Regions from separate parts of the Sus scrofa genome. Here region 2 is linked to region 1. The links are chromatin contacts, called in public HiChIP or PLAC-seq maps. All regions are on one chromosome and are shown on one strand. Each heading gives the region's core, a stretch centred on a gene start, on an enhancer-like site or on the middle of the called end of the contact. The rest is flanking DNA. Distances are from core to core; before and after follow the strand shown. Region 1 overlaps MED12L (mediator of RNA polymerase II transcription subunit 12-like protein). Region 2 overlaps MED12L (mediator of RNA polymerase II transcription subunit 12-like protein).

Region 1 (7,922 bases), core at 3,853-6,352:
CAGAAGGTATCAACACAAAGCTCAGTTGGGGCAAAGTGATTCTACGACGGCAGATGGGAGAACATACTTTATCATACCACTGTTTCTTCATAATTACTCTAGCGGAACCTCTTGTCCCCCTTCTCCCAGTACATTGATTCTAATCATCAAAGTTTCCCAAGGGCCAGACATATTAGGTCGAACCATATGAAAATGACATTTTCATGTATGAAAACATTTCCATATGGTTCAGCCTAATGCAACAGCATCAAGGAAGAAGAAACATTAGAACGTCTGAAAAAGTATATATTCCATGAAGTTCTAAATCCAATTAATTATCTCAAACCCTGTCTTACAGGCTGATCGATTTCAGGTAAAAAAAAGGAAAATATCAAGTCAGGGGGGAATTAGTAAAAATAAGGGGCAGGTTTGGACTGGCATCAGGTCTTAAAGGTATTGGCATAAACTCCATGGAAGGACCTGGGTCAACCCCACCATGAAATTAGATGTCACAAAGTATAACTCACAGACAAGCTTCATTTGGTCTGTTTTAACAAAATTAAGCCAGAATTTTAAGCTTATGCAATTTATACAAAAATCCACTTTTTATAGTCTGGTGGCAGATGACCCATGCACCTGTGTGGCAACAACCCAGAGGCACTGTGGTGCCCAGCCATCCTGATTATCTCTCCTAGCATTTCAGCTATTAGCTGTATTTCACTGGCCTGCTGGTTATTTATTCTTATACCCAGCTCACTTTCCTCATTGACACCGCATATGGATGGGGCTTTATTTGAATCTGCAGTCCATCGCTTTAGTCTCCTCATTTCACAGTGAGCTATTCAGAAACATCAAAGGACCAGTGTTTGATCAGCTTTCCTCTCGGTCTCTGACCATGCCTTCCACGAGCTCCACTGCCAATTTCTGTTCTCTCAGCCTTTCCTTGTTGCACTGTTTCATTTCATTTATTTAAAATAATAATAATTAATGCCAGTGAAGTTGATAGCAGGAACTACTCTAAAGAAAATGTTATATTATATATGTGTGAGTGTGTATATATTCACTCACATATATTATATAAAATAAATTATATGTGATGCTCAATCCTTTTCCTACATAAGTGTGTGGGGGGGAGGGGATTGATTTTTTGTTTTTATGACAGAAGAAAATGAGACACAGTGAGGGTTTGATGCTGATAAAAATAGCAAAATATCAGGAGTTCCTGAGGTAGCACAGCTGAAACGAATCTGACTAGTATCCAAAAGAATATGTGTCCAATTCCTGACCTCGATCAGTGAGTCGGGGATCCAGGGTTGCCTTGAGCTGTGGTGTAGGTCACAGACACAGCTTGGATCCTGTGTTGTTGTGCCTGTGATGTAGGCCAGCAGCTGTAGCTCCAATTCGACCCCTAGCCTGGGAACTTCCATATGCCACAAGTGTGGCTCTAAAAAAAAAAAGGGAGTTCCCGTCGTGGCGCAGTGGTTAACGAATCCGACTAGGAACCATGAGGTTGCGGTTCGGTCCCTGCCCTTGCTCAGTGGGTTAAGGATCCGGCGTTGCCGTGAGCTGTGGTGTAGGTTGCAGACCCGGCTTGGATCCCGCGTTGCTGTGGCTCTGGCATAAGCCGGTGGCTACAGCTCCGATTGACCCCTAGCCTGGGAACCTCCATATGCCGCGGGAGCGGCCCAAGAAATAGCAACAACAACAACAACAAAAGACAAAAGACCAAAAAAAAAAAAAAAAAATCCACTAGTATTGAAGATTCACTAGAGAGTCTTATCATTGAAGGTAGGGGATGACACTGAAGGAAGACTTGTCTCTTAGGTTATCAGTCTTATTTCATTAATTTAAACAGCATTAACAGTTTGGTTAAACTGTGATTCCAAAAATTAGGGTAGTGGAGTTCCCATTGTGGCTCAGCAGAAAAGAATCTGACTAGTTATCTGTGAAGATGTAGGCTTGATCCCTGGCCTTGCTCAGTGGGTTGAAGATCTGGGCATTGCTGTAAGCTATGATGTAGGTTGCAGACATGGCTTAGATCCTGCATTGCTGTGGCTGTGGCACAGGCTGGCGGCTATAGCTCTGATTCAACCCCTAGCCGGGGAGCATATACCAGGGTGTGGCCCTAAAAAGACCAATAAATAAATAAATAAATAAATAAATAAATTAGGGTAGCTAACCTGAACCACTCTATTAGGAGGGGACTTGGGTATACGTACCTCTCATCCACAGACCAGAAAACCAAACTAATGACCTTATTAGAATGGTGACCATGACAACCACTAACTACCATGACCATGAAGCACAATTATGACCCTTAAGTATAATGCTTAAGCCGTGGAATAACCCTTCTAAAATAAGGAGCAACATATCCATAAGCCCGTGAAAAACCATTCTTCCTTTCCTAAGAGGTCAATAAATAGTAATCAAAGAACTACAGTCTTTACCTGGGGTCTTGATTCCTAGAATTTTTTTTTTAGGGACCAGAAGTTGCTTCAAATGCATTTAGCTTACAACATATTCATCCAAAGCCACTACTCTGGCTACTGGACTATAGCCGGTGACCTCTCTGACCAGCCAACTCTATTATCAATAATCCAGAATTTGGCTATGTATAAATTAGACTCTACGTAAATAAAACATAATATATATACATTTCAACTCAGGAAATGATAAAAAAAAATTTGACTCTAGGAATAATAAGACTTCTGTTATTAAGCAGAAAGAAATATGTGCCATAAATTATCTTCCTTGGCCATGAGTTATATTACTATAGCACTTACAATATAAAATGGACTTTAGTGTATTATCTCTGCAGATTCTCACAACACCTTTGGGAGCCAGGCCAGGAAGTTATTATTTCACTCATTTCTCAGATGGGCAACTCAAGCTCTGAGAGGTAAAATGCTTTGCCCAGGGTCAGAGAGTCAAAGACCAAGTCAAAAACGTTAACACCTGCCAACCACACTGAAGTCCAGCATACCATCCAGGCTACTTCTGAGGTGCCACTGATCAAGCCAAGTAGCCAGCTTGGGGGTCACAGAAATGGGAGCTCATCTCCTGGCTTTGCCTCTCACTGTCTGTGTGATGTCGGGCAAGTTGCTGAAGCTTGCTGAGGCCCTCACCTATATGGTAACCAGGTCTGGGCTAGGGCTACAAGGAAGCATTAGACACAAACCTTGCCTAGAGGGAGTGTACTACCCAATTCACACCACCCTCCCTCAATCAATCACCAATCAATAGGTAATCAGAGGTCACCTGGGGAAAGAAAATGTTCAGTCTAAATGTGAACCAAAATATGCCTAATGGTAAGCTACAAATGTCAAGAGAAATTTAAGAGTACCTGAAAAACCAGAATGAAGGCTGTGTGCTTTGCATTCCAGCACCTTTGGGTTACTGACTCCAAGCTTGCATTAATGAAGTGCCTTATGAATACAGTGACCTAATTCAATTACAAAAAGAATTATACCTCCAGTGAGGTAACTTGTTTCTTCCCAAGGCTTTCAGCAGAGCTCTATCTTAGCAGTTCTGGAACATACACATACACATACACTCTCTCTCTCTCTCTCCTCTGGTTTAAATTGGGAAAGATTCTTAGGTTAAAGGTGATTCCAAAATGCAAGAGAGGCTGTGCCTTTCATCAGAAGCTTTGCTTTAGATGGCTTTTGTGAACTTTACATCTTTCCACTGAAATTTGCTGTATTCCCATATGATCTACTGGTTTAATCCAGCTTTTCCATAGGAAAGTGACCAAAATAACACAACAACAACAAAAAAACAAAACCTCAGATCAGACATTCTTGTAATTCCAGATGACAGCTTCCAAAGAACAAAGTGGAAAGTGGAGGACAAATAAGAGAGGTAATTAACCACAACTCTGTCATCGGAAAACCACCACCAAATAATCAGCCCCCAAAAATCATGAGCAGCTGCACAAGAATTTAACTAGCATTTATCTTCCAAATCTTGACCAGAAGAAGGGCAATAATGAGACCCTGGGAAGCCAGGGAGAAGAAAAGCATTGCCAGGGCCTGGAGGGCACACCTGCCGGGCCTTCCTGCTAAGGAGGGAGTTTCTGCAGCCTGGCCTGGAACAGTGGCTCCCCGCCCATGCTGAGATCTGACCGCCAATTATGACAGCAGGGCTGTGGGTGCCAAGGCAGCCGCTTTGGGGCCCTGGATGCCGACACTTCCTCAGTCTTCCCACCTCCCTTCTAGGGAAACTGAGGAGGTCTGGGCATCTAACACACCCAGGGTTCAAGCCTCTGCTCCACCATTAGTAACCTTTCCTTCCTTGTACCCTGGAATGTCCATTTTTTTCCCCAACCACAAAAGCAGTAGGGTTCTTGCTTAGAGGCCTTAGGAGAGGGCTGGCCACAGAGAAGAGTTCACTGGTGACAATTAATTCTTGGGTGTACACTAAGCAGCAAGATCTCCTGCCATTTCATTTTTTCTGGGTTGCTAAGAGGTACTGGGAAAATCACTGATTAAGAATCCCTGAAGCAAGACCAATTGGCAGAGAGGGGTTAGAGGAAGCAAGATATGCTTACAGTCAACATAGGGCACCTGACCCATGCTGGTCAAAGGTTGATCTGTAATATTGACATGATAAATGAGCCAAGAGCTGCAAAATTGAGTGTCTAGAGGATCAGGAAAGCAGTGCTCCTGAGTGAGGAGTGAGGAGGCTCAGGGACATCAGCAGAGGATGCTGTGAGCTGGTGACCGGAGAGCACATTCCCAAAGAGAAGGGGCAGCTACTGCCATGGGATGGTTCACACTCCATGTGGGCAGAGCTTCTCCTTGTTCAAGATCCGATCCAAATCTGGATTCTTAAGTGAAATTTCCCGATTTTTGCACATGGTTCAGGCCAAACAAAACCATCTCTCCAGTTGAGAAGATGAGCAGTTCCTTCATGAGCTTGACAGGGAAAACAAACCCCGCCTCTGCTCTATTCTCCCCCTCCCACTTCCTCTGAAACCAACCCTGGAACTGCTCTGCATTTGTACTCCAGGGCAAGATAATGGAAAGAACTGCAGATTCAGTTTCCATCATATCTGATAGGAATCCTGACCCTACCCACTACTAGCTGTGTGAGTCAGGGCCAAGTTAATTAACATGTCTGAGCCTCAGCTCTTCCCACTTGGGGAGGAAAATGGGACTAAAACACACCTAGGGCATAGGCTGCTCTGAGTGTTGCATGCCAAATCAAGGGCCAAGTTCAAGGCCTAAGATAAAGGAGACATTGACATTCATCCCTTTCTACCACTTCATTTTATTCATTTAAAAAGCCAGCTGACAACCAACAACATCACAAGACAGTTAATAAAATAATCCAGGGATGATATCAATGGGTGGCTGGAAAAAAAAAACAGAAGGTCTCTAAGCATTAAACCATCTAACCTCAGGAATGGCTGTGAAACTCAGGCTTGCCACAGACAACACATTCTTGAGAGGTTTCGTCAGTTCTTGGCTGGGAGAGCAGTAGGTGGCAGGACAGGACTGCCGCCCATCAGTGAAGTCCTGGATCGGAGCCCATTACTACGGCTGAAGCAATTTTCATTGCAACACCCTGCAGGTTCTGGGACGAGCAGAGGGTGCAAAGTTGCTCCACTGTACACCACACGGGCGGGGGGAGCTTCAGTGCTGCTGCTACTGAGGAAAGACTACAGGCAGGTGTGGCATAGAGGCAACTTAAAGGAAGTTCTTGGAGCAAAAAGCTCAATCAGTTGAGTCCACACTGGGCTGCTGAAACCACAAACCACACAACGGCCTCAGCATAAACGAGATGGCAAGAACTCAGTTTCACCCAAATATCAATCACCAAATTGTGTCCCTACAACACGCAATAGGAACTCATAAGACTCAACCCACACTCTGTGCAACTGTGCCAGATACTTCATAAATATTCTCAACGTCACTGCTTCTGGCTGTATCATCACACCCATTGAGGGGAGGAAGGCTCAAACAGTGGAGGGCAACAGAGCTGGGATGGCACCACACCATCACTGCAGTTGGCTCAGGGTAGAAGCAAGGGGTTTTTTGGTTTGTTTGGGGGTTTTTTTAGGCAAGCTAGGAAAATATTTTAAAATGTAAGACAGTAAATAAGAAGCTTAGCAGAATCTTCTATCAGTCCTACATCCATCTCTACCTCCCACCCCCTCCTTTTCTTTTTCCCATCACAGGTATGATTTTTTTTTTTTTTTTTGAAAGAGTTGTCTGAAATCACTCCCTTCCTCACCTCACAAGCATTACTCAACCCTCTGTCATCAGCCTCATCAGCCCTCTGCTTCTGCCCCTACTCCCCCCGACACACACCCACACACAGCACTACATGGGCGGCTCTGGCAAGACCAACAGTGACCTCTTTGTCACTAAAGTCCGTGCTACAGCGCTTCCCCGCCCTGCAGGATAAAACTAGTTACAACTTCTCACTTCTTAAACTCTTAAACTCACATGACATTAATCTTTTTTGGTGATCCTTTCAATTCGTGACCACTCCTTCAGGCACTTCCCTGTTCCTAGAACTGCTCCCTGGACGTCAGCCCTCTGCTGTTCTCACTCTACTGGGCAGGTTCATTCATTCACTCCCATCACTTTTTCTATCATGGATCCTCTGTTGACCTTCAATGTACATCATTAGCCAGGAGCATTTCCCTCAGCTCCAGACATCTTTGTTCAATTACTTAGCAGACATCACAGGGAGACTACAGAGGCATTCTGAAATCAGCAAATCAAAATCTGAACTCCACCCATCCTATAGTGTGCTCCTCCCACAGGCCCTAGCATCAGTGAAAGAAGCCAATACCCACTGCCAAATACTGGGAGGCCACAACACTCTTCCTCCCTCTGCACCAGTATCAATCAGCCACTAATTCCTCAACATGCCTCAAATTTGTCACAGCTCTCCACCACTCAAGGCCACCATCACCTCCCCAGCAGGTCACCTCATGTTATCTTGGGCCACGCTCAGCACGTCCATGTGCTCCTTTCTCACCGGACCTTTAGCAAACCTGCCACAACCCAGGCATCAAAGCTGCCGTGGAACCTCCTTGATCCCTGCTTCCTCACCTGGGGACATCTTTGATTTCCACAACATCCCAAACTCTCACGCTCTACTTTGTGGTCTGTTTACTTCTGGATCCTCAACTGGACTGTAAACTCCTTAAAAAGGCAGAAATGTACCCTCCTCATCTTTATAATTCCAGAGGCTGGAACATGAGTAGATTTCCAATAAATGACCTTAATGTCGGTTTGTGGTCACACTGAAGGAAAGGTAGAGATTTCCAAGGTAGGGAAAGAGGGGTGACAGCAGAAATAGGTATAAAGAAAAGCAGGGGGCTAAATATATGACATGGCCCTGAGAGGCAGCAGTTAATATACAGAATAGGATGAAAATGATCTTGAATTTCATTTAGGCAAGGATTAATGAAAATAACATGAGCAAAGAGTATGCTTACAAAGCACATAACTTATAAACATATATTCTAATTTAACCTCATAATGAGTCTACAGAGTGGACATTATGGTCATCTGATTCGAAGGGTTAATTCAAAGGGACAAGCAGGTGAACACAAAGGGTTAATTCAAAGGGACAAGCAGGTTTCACCAGAGTTTAATGCCAATTTTTCATTATCAGAACCCAGCATCTTTTGGCTTCCACATGTCTTGATCTTCAAAACTAAAAAAATAACTCCTTATGTTTCATTAGCAATTTTAATTCAAGAATTTCCGTAGCATCTCATAGTCAGGGTTAGAGAGCAGGAGTACATGGGTCATTTAGAAAGAAGAATCTAGCAGCAAGAAACAGGAGGGAGTTGAGAGGAAAGAAGCAAGAGGCAGCAAGACCAGAGAGGAGGTCTGGCACACAAGACCAGGAGGGCCTCAATCTAGAAGATGGCTCTGGGGGTAGTAAGGTGAGGACAGAAGCAAAGGAATGATATTGTA
Region 2 (7,922 bases), core at 2,414-4,913, 130 kb before region 1:
AATGCCATAGATTTTGCTCAGATATCTCAGTACACAAAACCAAGAGCTATGTTAGCCCCTGTCAATCATTTGAGACAGATGGTGGGGGGATGAGACCCACTTCATTCTGTGTCCATCACGCCAACTTTCAGCGTGTCCCACCTGAGGTGACTTGATTGCTACTTTCTCTGATGTTAGTATCCTGTGGCCACGTGAGGTCAGAGGATACTCAATCTAACAGTGATCTCATTCTACTTCTGGGCCAAGAGGAATAAATAAGAGGACAAATGTAATCCTACTAGGGAGATATCTAAAGCATAAACAGGTATAGCTAAGGGCTTCTTATGCCCAATTCTATTCTTTTACGGAGACTTTACAGAGAACTGGAATTTTCATCTTATCCTAAAAATAATTTCTTTTCTATTCTTACCCAGCAAATTACCAGGTTTTGCCAAAGGATGGGTTTCCCCTGTGATCATTTTAATGCAAATTAATGCATTAAAAAAACAAAAAACAAAAAAAAAGCCTCTCTGGAGAGAGGATTAAGTGGGAGGAAATATGATCAGACAAGATTGAAAATTCCAGTTTCTCTCTGTACAACACACAGGGGAAAACCAGTTCTAGGTTTTTTTCTCAACTCTCTGCAAAATCTTCAAATGATAGGACCTTATCACATCTTAGCTTCCCCACCTAAAAAAAAGAGACAGCAACAAAAAGGTACATACCCCCCAGAGCTTTCATGTGCAAAATGATTAATAAATTAGTTTCACTACCTTCTGCAAAATATAAAGTGCATACAGATGCTATGCAATTTTAACACTCACTTGTGAAACAGTATTACTGCTGTTTGCAATCTTGAGCAACAGATATCTATGGTTCAAACTAAAAAGTGGCATTTTAAATACCAGCAATTTTTGAAAGGAAAACAGCAATCAGGACAGAACACAACTCTCACTCACTAGGCACAACCTTCACATTTCGGTTGTTTTGCCAAGGCAGTCTTTATATATTACTCTGAAGAAAAAAATAACTTGATGAACTCTTAAGTATGATTCTCAAGAGGGGAAAAAGCAAAAACAAAAACAACCTGATATACAAAACCAGCTGAAATGTCAAGACTCATCTTCTGAAAGCAGATAGAATATGTTAATTTAGTGAAAAGAATGGTCTTTAATGTTTTGGCAAAGTCTCTTCCAGCCCAGAGTAAACACAAAATGAGTGGGCTGGAGTGAAATCGTTTCACAGTGTACAAAGCAGTTCACATGGGTGCTGCCACAGCAAAGTAAGCGGACATGTATTTGAGGTCGTTTGCATGAGTCAAACTTTGCAATGAGTAACTCACCTAGGAAGATATAAATTATTTATATAATGATTTGCAAAGGAAATGATCTACTAAAGTTGTACCAGCTACATTTAAAAAAAGTAGTTCTACATGGTTTGCTAATTATAGACAGGTCTATTCACAGTATGCTCGACTACATTACGTGTAAATTCATGTGGCAAAAGAAAAGGTATTAACACAGAACATGGGAAAATATCCCCCACATGTTTTAAAATGCCCTGCAATTTTCACATTCAAAATTGTATGCCTCTAAATCTAAAAAAATATTATATGGAATACTCTTAAGTTACACAAACTGATAATAATTTACTGTATTTTTTACTCTAATAGGAGCAAATTACCACATACTTGAACAAAGTTAAAATAGTTACTATTTCTTTATAATAAATTTGATGTATAATTTACTTTACTTGTGCTTTTTGCACCAATTTATAAATACAGTATATGCAATACACAACCAAGACAGACACCAACATTAATAATTAAATTCAAAATAGCAAATACTTACCATACAAAATAAACAGCAAATACATCTCTTATGAAAACCAGAGCCATCTGGACATGGGGGCCAGATTCTCTGGAAACCATGTCAAGTTTGAGCACTGTGGAATCTCAGGCCAGCTGCAAGATTTTTTTCTCAAGTTGGCATAAGGTTCAGGAGAACCAGAACTGGACAAGGTCATTTTACCAAAACTGACAATAAATAATTGGAACAATTCCACTGTGGGTCGTTCAGGCCTTTAGAATTTACATGTTGTACCTTCACAGAGACTCTGGTCAATGAGCTCTCCACTGAAAACAAATTCAGTACAGCTACTTCTAACAGGCTTCCACATACCTTAGGGTGGCTCTCACCGAAGCCTTAGTTGAAGTTCTTGGTCTAGGAAGTTTAAGTACTAAGCAACAATCTGTTTCAGCACCTTTTGACCACAACAGAAGCAAAGAAAAATCCTACATAAATAAGAACAAAGTTTATAAAGTGCTTATGAAATTACAAACATGTCAAATTAGAGCAATGCAAATAAATGTCCATTTCATCACCAAAGGTAAATGCAGAATGAATGGGTCACTGTCCTGTCACGATCTGACGTGCCTCTCAAATCAGTAGTTTTGGTCCGGCACAGTTTGCAAAAAACAAACAAACAAAAATCTTCATCATGAATGAATACATAAATATTTTAAATCCACCACAATTCATTCTTTCTATGAGATTCAAAAAAAAGCACCAATTTCAAAAGATCTGCTACCAAACTCTTCCTGGAGTAGGCCCACATGATCCACATTTTTAAACCTATGTTAAAGCTGAATGAAACCAAACCAAACTGCACCTTTTCCTTTACTTTTTGTTTAAACACCTTTGTATGCAACGTAGCGTAAAATATGGGAAAACTTCAAATAAATGAAAGAATAAAGGGACATGTCTAAAGATGACTACTGCATTCAATTTGATTTTCTATTTTCCAGTGCAAACAAAAAGCTTCATAAGAACAAGTCTTGTCCTCTTCCAGATTCAGAAGTGTGAAGGATGCCCATAGGGAGTCACTCCTTGCTGTGGCTGGTTACCTAAGGAGAAAAATAAATTCAGATAAGATTGCAGATGCAAAATTATGCCACAGGTAGACAGTATGCTCTTGTCACTGCCTTCAAGTACCAAGCTCAGGAAGAGGGGAGCAGGTGGACTGGTCAGGGGGTACAACACTAGCCCAGAGTTTTATTACTGCTATTGAATTCATTCTGCGGTGGGGGGCTCTGCATTGGAGTTGCATACCTGCCAAGGCAGCATAAAGCTTTGGGATGCAGGGAATTGGCCCATCAAAAGTCTCTATCTCTGAACTAACAAATATCTCTACTAATATACAGAAGAACTATGAGTATCATAAAACACTGAACGTTTTCAAAACTTTAGGAAAGCACATCAGAGAGTCTGCTTTACCATGAACATCATACTAGGTAAGAGAGCGGTAGCTTGAAATTGGACAGTTGTCTGCAAATGGCTGTATGTGCATCAGAGAGAACCGTGCAAGAGTATATGCTTGTGAAAGAGTGGCTGTGTGTGTGGTGTGGGTGTGTGCATGTATGTGTGTAGGCACACACAAAGAGAAAAATGACATGGGCTTAAAAATAACTGCTGATTGCACAACTCCAGTGGGACTATTCAAATCCAGAGGCCCCGTGCACATGGACTGTGGCATAAAAGGAGCCCCTAGAGTTGTGCAATGGGCAGCTCAGCTTGGTTGCCTTTATTCAACAAAAGAAACCGGACATAACTGCTGATATCAGGCAGCAGCATCTTGTGGTTAAGACATGGGGTCTAGAAGGAGATGGTCTAAGTCCCAGCTCTTGGCTGAGTCACTCTGGGCAAACAGGTCAACACCCCCATTGTTCAGTTGTTTCCTCATCTACAGTATGGGAAAAGCCACAATTCTTCATCTCAAGGGGTGGTTTAGGAATGAAGTGAATGAACACATATAAAGTCATAGTTCCTGGGTCTAAGAAAGTACTCCAGAAATAATGGTTTAAAAAAAAAAAAAAAAAAAAAAAACATTTTGTGAGTTTGGGGAATCTGCAACTCCTTTAAAATCCGAAGTACATATCTGAAATCACTAGAAGAAAATTAAAAATAGAACATGTTGTCTCTACCTTAAAATTATATTCTATTGCCATGCAAAAATATGAACTTTGGAATTGGTGAAATACAGTGAAATTTTAACTGCATGTGTTTAATAGATCATACTGATTGAACAGTCATTGGAAAAAGATTGCTTTACACAATTAACTGAAATTAAATGAGGGAAATACTCTACAGGGGAAACAAAAAAAAAGACCTTGGTTATGCCCTCAGAGAGATAGAAGATATGAGAGATGTTCCCTCGGCCCAGGAAAAAACACAGGCAGCAGCCGGGCGGGACACTAAGACCAGAACCAAGCTGCCACTCAGTCATACACCACACCCTTCCCTCACAGTTCCCACCAGAGCTGCACCACCACCCTCAGAGCTTGTTGCTCTTTGCTCTCTACTTCAGAAGCACAGAATCAAGACCCCAGAGGAATCTCTGGTCTCGCTCCTCACCACACGAATGACAGGTAATGGCAGTGGAGTTGGCACTAGAATTTAGGTCTTCTGATTTCTGGGCCAATACTCTTTGTATCACTGGGGACTTGCTCCCATTTCTAAAAGAACCCTACCCTGGGACTCCAGCACAGGGTGAGGGGACTCACGGGAGCTGAGCTGGCACTGAGATTAGGTCTAAGAAAATAGGTGGTGGGCATGCACCTAGAGAGGCAGCAGCTGGCACGGCAGCAAGAGTACTGGGGAAAAACGCTACCCTGCAATGCCATCTGCCAGCGTGTTACAGGCTTTGGTTTCTCCCAGTCACTATCGGCAAGGAGTTGCCCTGGTAAGAGTGTCTCGGCCCTAGTGACCAGGGCATGGGTCTTTCTAGCACTAGCCTCTCCATATCTCTTGAGGGTGTTGGCAGAGTTGTGCCAGGGTGTCCAGCTTGATGAGCAAAGCACCTGCCATTCCACCAGGGTCCCCCAGATGGAAAGGAACATTCTCAATTCAGATGGAAGCAACAGGAAAACATCGTCACTGAACTCAAAGACATAAGACTGGGCCTTTCAGGAAAAGAAGCATACAAACCAAAACAGGACAAAATGAGAATAGCCTGGACTTAACCAAACATGCAAATGGCATGGAGGAAGCCAGTAGTTTTCGAGGATCTGCCACTTGCGTTTTGCCAGATGGCTCATTTTTCATGTCCTGGGAGCCGTCTGTTCCCAGCAGAGCGTACTTACTAGAAAGCTGCTTCTGGAGCTGCCGCACCAGGGCGGCCGTCTGCTGCTGCTGCTGGGTCTGCTGCAAGCCTTGCCTGGGAAACTGGAATCAGGAGAAAGGAGGGAAATCAGTTCCCATCACGGACAAGAGCAGAAAGTCTGCAGTGTGCTTTTAAACAGTGCCCAGGGCCACACCCAGGTCAACACCCGGTCATCATCTGAAGTGCCCAATCCCTTCCAAAACCCATCTCTGGCTGGTGACGTGGCCTTTACTGGAAGAGCCATGGCAGAAGGAGCCTAGTGGTGTCCAGTGGCTCAAGTAACCTTGTGACCTCATCCTTCACCCACTGACTGGTTAGTCACACCATGTTATAAGCCATTTACATCTACAAATTGAAAGCTGTCTGGTGGGAGGATTTGGGCAAGCACCTCAGGCCTGGCCTTGGGTTAAGGGTGAATGAAGACAAGAGCATAGTGAGGAGAGAAGGGGCCTGGGTCTAGGATTCATCAGGGGATGAGTCATCCAAAGCAGGATAAAGGTTGGGCAGGGGGAGCCCAGTGAGGCACAAAGGACCACACTTTAAGAGGCCCTGGCTTCCAGGGTGGTGCAAGTGCAGGCATGATATAAGGGCCTGTGCCCTGGTTCTAGCCAGTAAGTTAATACAAGAAATTGTGGTGGTTATTTCCAAGAGGAGGGACAAAAACCTATCTGGCAGAAGCAAAATTACCTTTGATTAAAATCATCAATAGTGCTGCTCTACTTTTTTCTTTAACCTTCCAATTTCAGGCTACCAATCTATTCTTCCTTTTCTTTCTTCCCTGTCCCTCTCCTCCTTTCCCCCAGGCTTACTGCTGAGGTAACAAATGATGTGTCCTGATGCAAGGCTATCTTAATCAGATGCACATTGGAATGAACTGTGCAATGTCACAGCACCTCCACAGGCCCACCCCATTCTGAGCTGGTTTTGTTTATTGTTTTGTTTTGTTTTCTGCCAATTTCCTTCCTACTGGGTTTGTGCTGGTGGAACACACCTCAGGCTGGGATGGCTGTGGCTCATCAGCAGCCCTCTCCATTTTTCTCCCTCTTCTTGCCCCACTGCAAGGGGTTAATTGCTTCCAGCCCTGGGTGTTTTATTATCCTTAGTTTCCCTTAACCCTGCCCAATCTTCTATGAATAGTTTTCTTTTAAAAACTCAATTACCCAATATGAGTGCAATATCTATTTCCTTCTCAGAGCTTACCAAATATGGCTGAAAGTAGCCCAGAATTGTAGTTGGGGTTGTCAGATTTAGCAAATGAAAATACACAATGCCCAGTTAAGTAATGCCCACAATGCTTTCAGATAAGCAATACATACTTTTTTAGTTTTAAGTATGTTCCAAATATTGTGTGGGTCAAATACCACATTTAGTATAAGTATGTCCCACGCAATATTTGGGATAAGCTTCTACTAAGGAGTTAATCATTGTTTACCTGCAACTCTAATCGGGAGTGCTGCATTTTTTCTTGGCAATCCTAAATTAGAGGGTGTTGTCAGGTTAATTCCTTTAAAACCGAATATTTGGCAAGACAATTGGCTCAACTGTTTCTCTCCCACTAGACTGTGTGTGACTTCAGGACAAAGACTTGGGCTTATTTCCTAATGTATCCTAGTATTCAGCTGCACACAGTAGGTGCACAGTGAAAACAAACTGAAAGACTACAGTTCTTTTAATTTCTAAGTAACAAGAAAGGTACACTTCCACCAATGTTAACATTTTCCCTGATACAACTCAGAAAAATAGCACCTTTCCATTTTATTTTTCTATTGCCCAAAACGGGAGGAAAATACATATGGAACTGTTGGTAACATAAATAGTGATTTTTTTTTTCCATTCAGTAGGTTCTAGGTATATTTGGAAATATTACCCTATTTATTTAACAAAACCTAATGTGACACTAGGTACTAGGCAGTGTCCTAGACATTTTAGGTTTATACCAGCCCATTTAATCCTGCTGTGGTAGGACCTAGCCCCAGCCTCTCATCCAAAGTCCTTAGGGCAGATGTGTTTCGGAATTCAATGCATATCTGATTTACCATGAAACATTCATAACATAGTGACTAATCAAGGTCTACAACAGTATTCCACAACCAAACATATTAAATTTCTACCATGAAACACACAAAGAATCCTACTAGGTAAGATAAATGAAAAGAGCTTCATGTCCATTCTGGTCAGCTTTTTACTACCAAAGGAATTCTGGTCAGATGTGCCTATTCAGTGAATTCCAAGTAAAATTTCCATTTTCAGAGGTGTTTGGATTTTGGAAATGAATATAAGTGATTGTGAACCTTAACCACTATTATTCTTACTTTCAGATGAGGAAACTGAGGCTCTAAGGGCTTCTGTCACTTGCCTATGACCTGTGTTTTAAGTATTGGGGCTAGAATTCAGACACCTTTCTGGATCGTTAGCCATGATCCAGTGCTATCCTTAATTAGAACTATTAGCTTTCGAAAACTAATTTATTTGAAAATAATCAGATTTTCTAAGTGGTTGGCTGCAAAGATATCTAATTTTAATTTATCAGCCGATTAAAGGTACACAGTGCATAAATATTTAACCTTTATTCATTCAACAAATACTTAGCTGCCTTCTTTCTGTTCATCTGAAGTCTTTTCACATAGAGTAATTCACAGAACGAAACAATGTAGTAATCTCAGATTCTATATTTTGAGGAGCCAAGACAGTATCTAGGAGCCTGGGAAGCTTGTGTGTGTGTGCGTGTGTGTGTGTGCGCGTGTGTGTGTGTGTGTGTGTGTGTGTGTGTGTGTGTGTGTTGG

What was found. HiChIP or PLAC-seq counts read pairs in DNA pulled down with a chosen protein or histone mark.
Region 2: an H3K27ac HiChIP or PLAC-seq map of alveolar macrophages shows a contact between it and region 1. The contact joins two enhancer-like sites. A contact is called at or near these places in 4 of 47 Hi-C or Micro-C datasets (embryonic fibroblasts and fibroblasts) and 1 of 2 datasets of contacts at active chromatin or transcription factors (alveolar macrophages).

Annotation. Positions count from the first base shown.
Region 1 is chr13:91,484,666-91,492,587 of Sscrofa11.1, reverse strand. The region is part of intron 16 of MED12L (mediator of RNA polymerase II transcription subunit 12-like protein); the gene reads right to left. The region is part of intron 1 of GPR87 (G-protein coupled receptor 87); the gene reads left to right. Among named protein-coding and RNA genes, the nearest start is that of GPR87, 10 kb to the left of the region's middle. Within about 2 kb of position 5,102, at least 18 of the 83 cell types and tissues checked have an H3K27ac peak or open chromatin away from gene starts, as enhancers often do. A contact at or near this core is called in alveolar macrophages and embryonic fibroblasts, where this site is marked.
Region 2 is chr13:91,616,877-91,624,798 of Sscrofa11.1, reverse strand. MED12L (mediator of RNA polymerase II transcription subunit 12-like protein) reads right to left here. Exons shown (of 46, transcript XM_021069608.1): 45 at 5,120-5,201; 46 at 1-2,884. The coding sequence ends at 2,832. Among named protein-coding and RNA genes, the nearest start is that of IGSF10, 59 kb to the left of the region's middle. Within about 2 kb of position 3,663, at least 6 of the 83 cell types and tissues checked have an H3K27ac peak or open chromatin away from gene starts, as enhancers often do. A contact at or near this core is called in alveolar macrophages and embryonic fibroblasts, where this site is marked.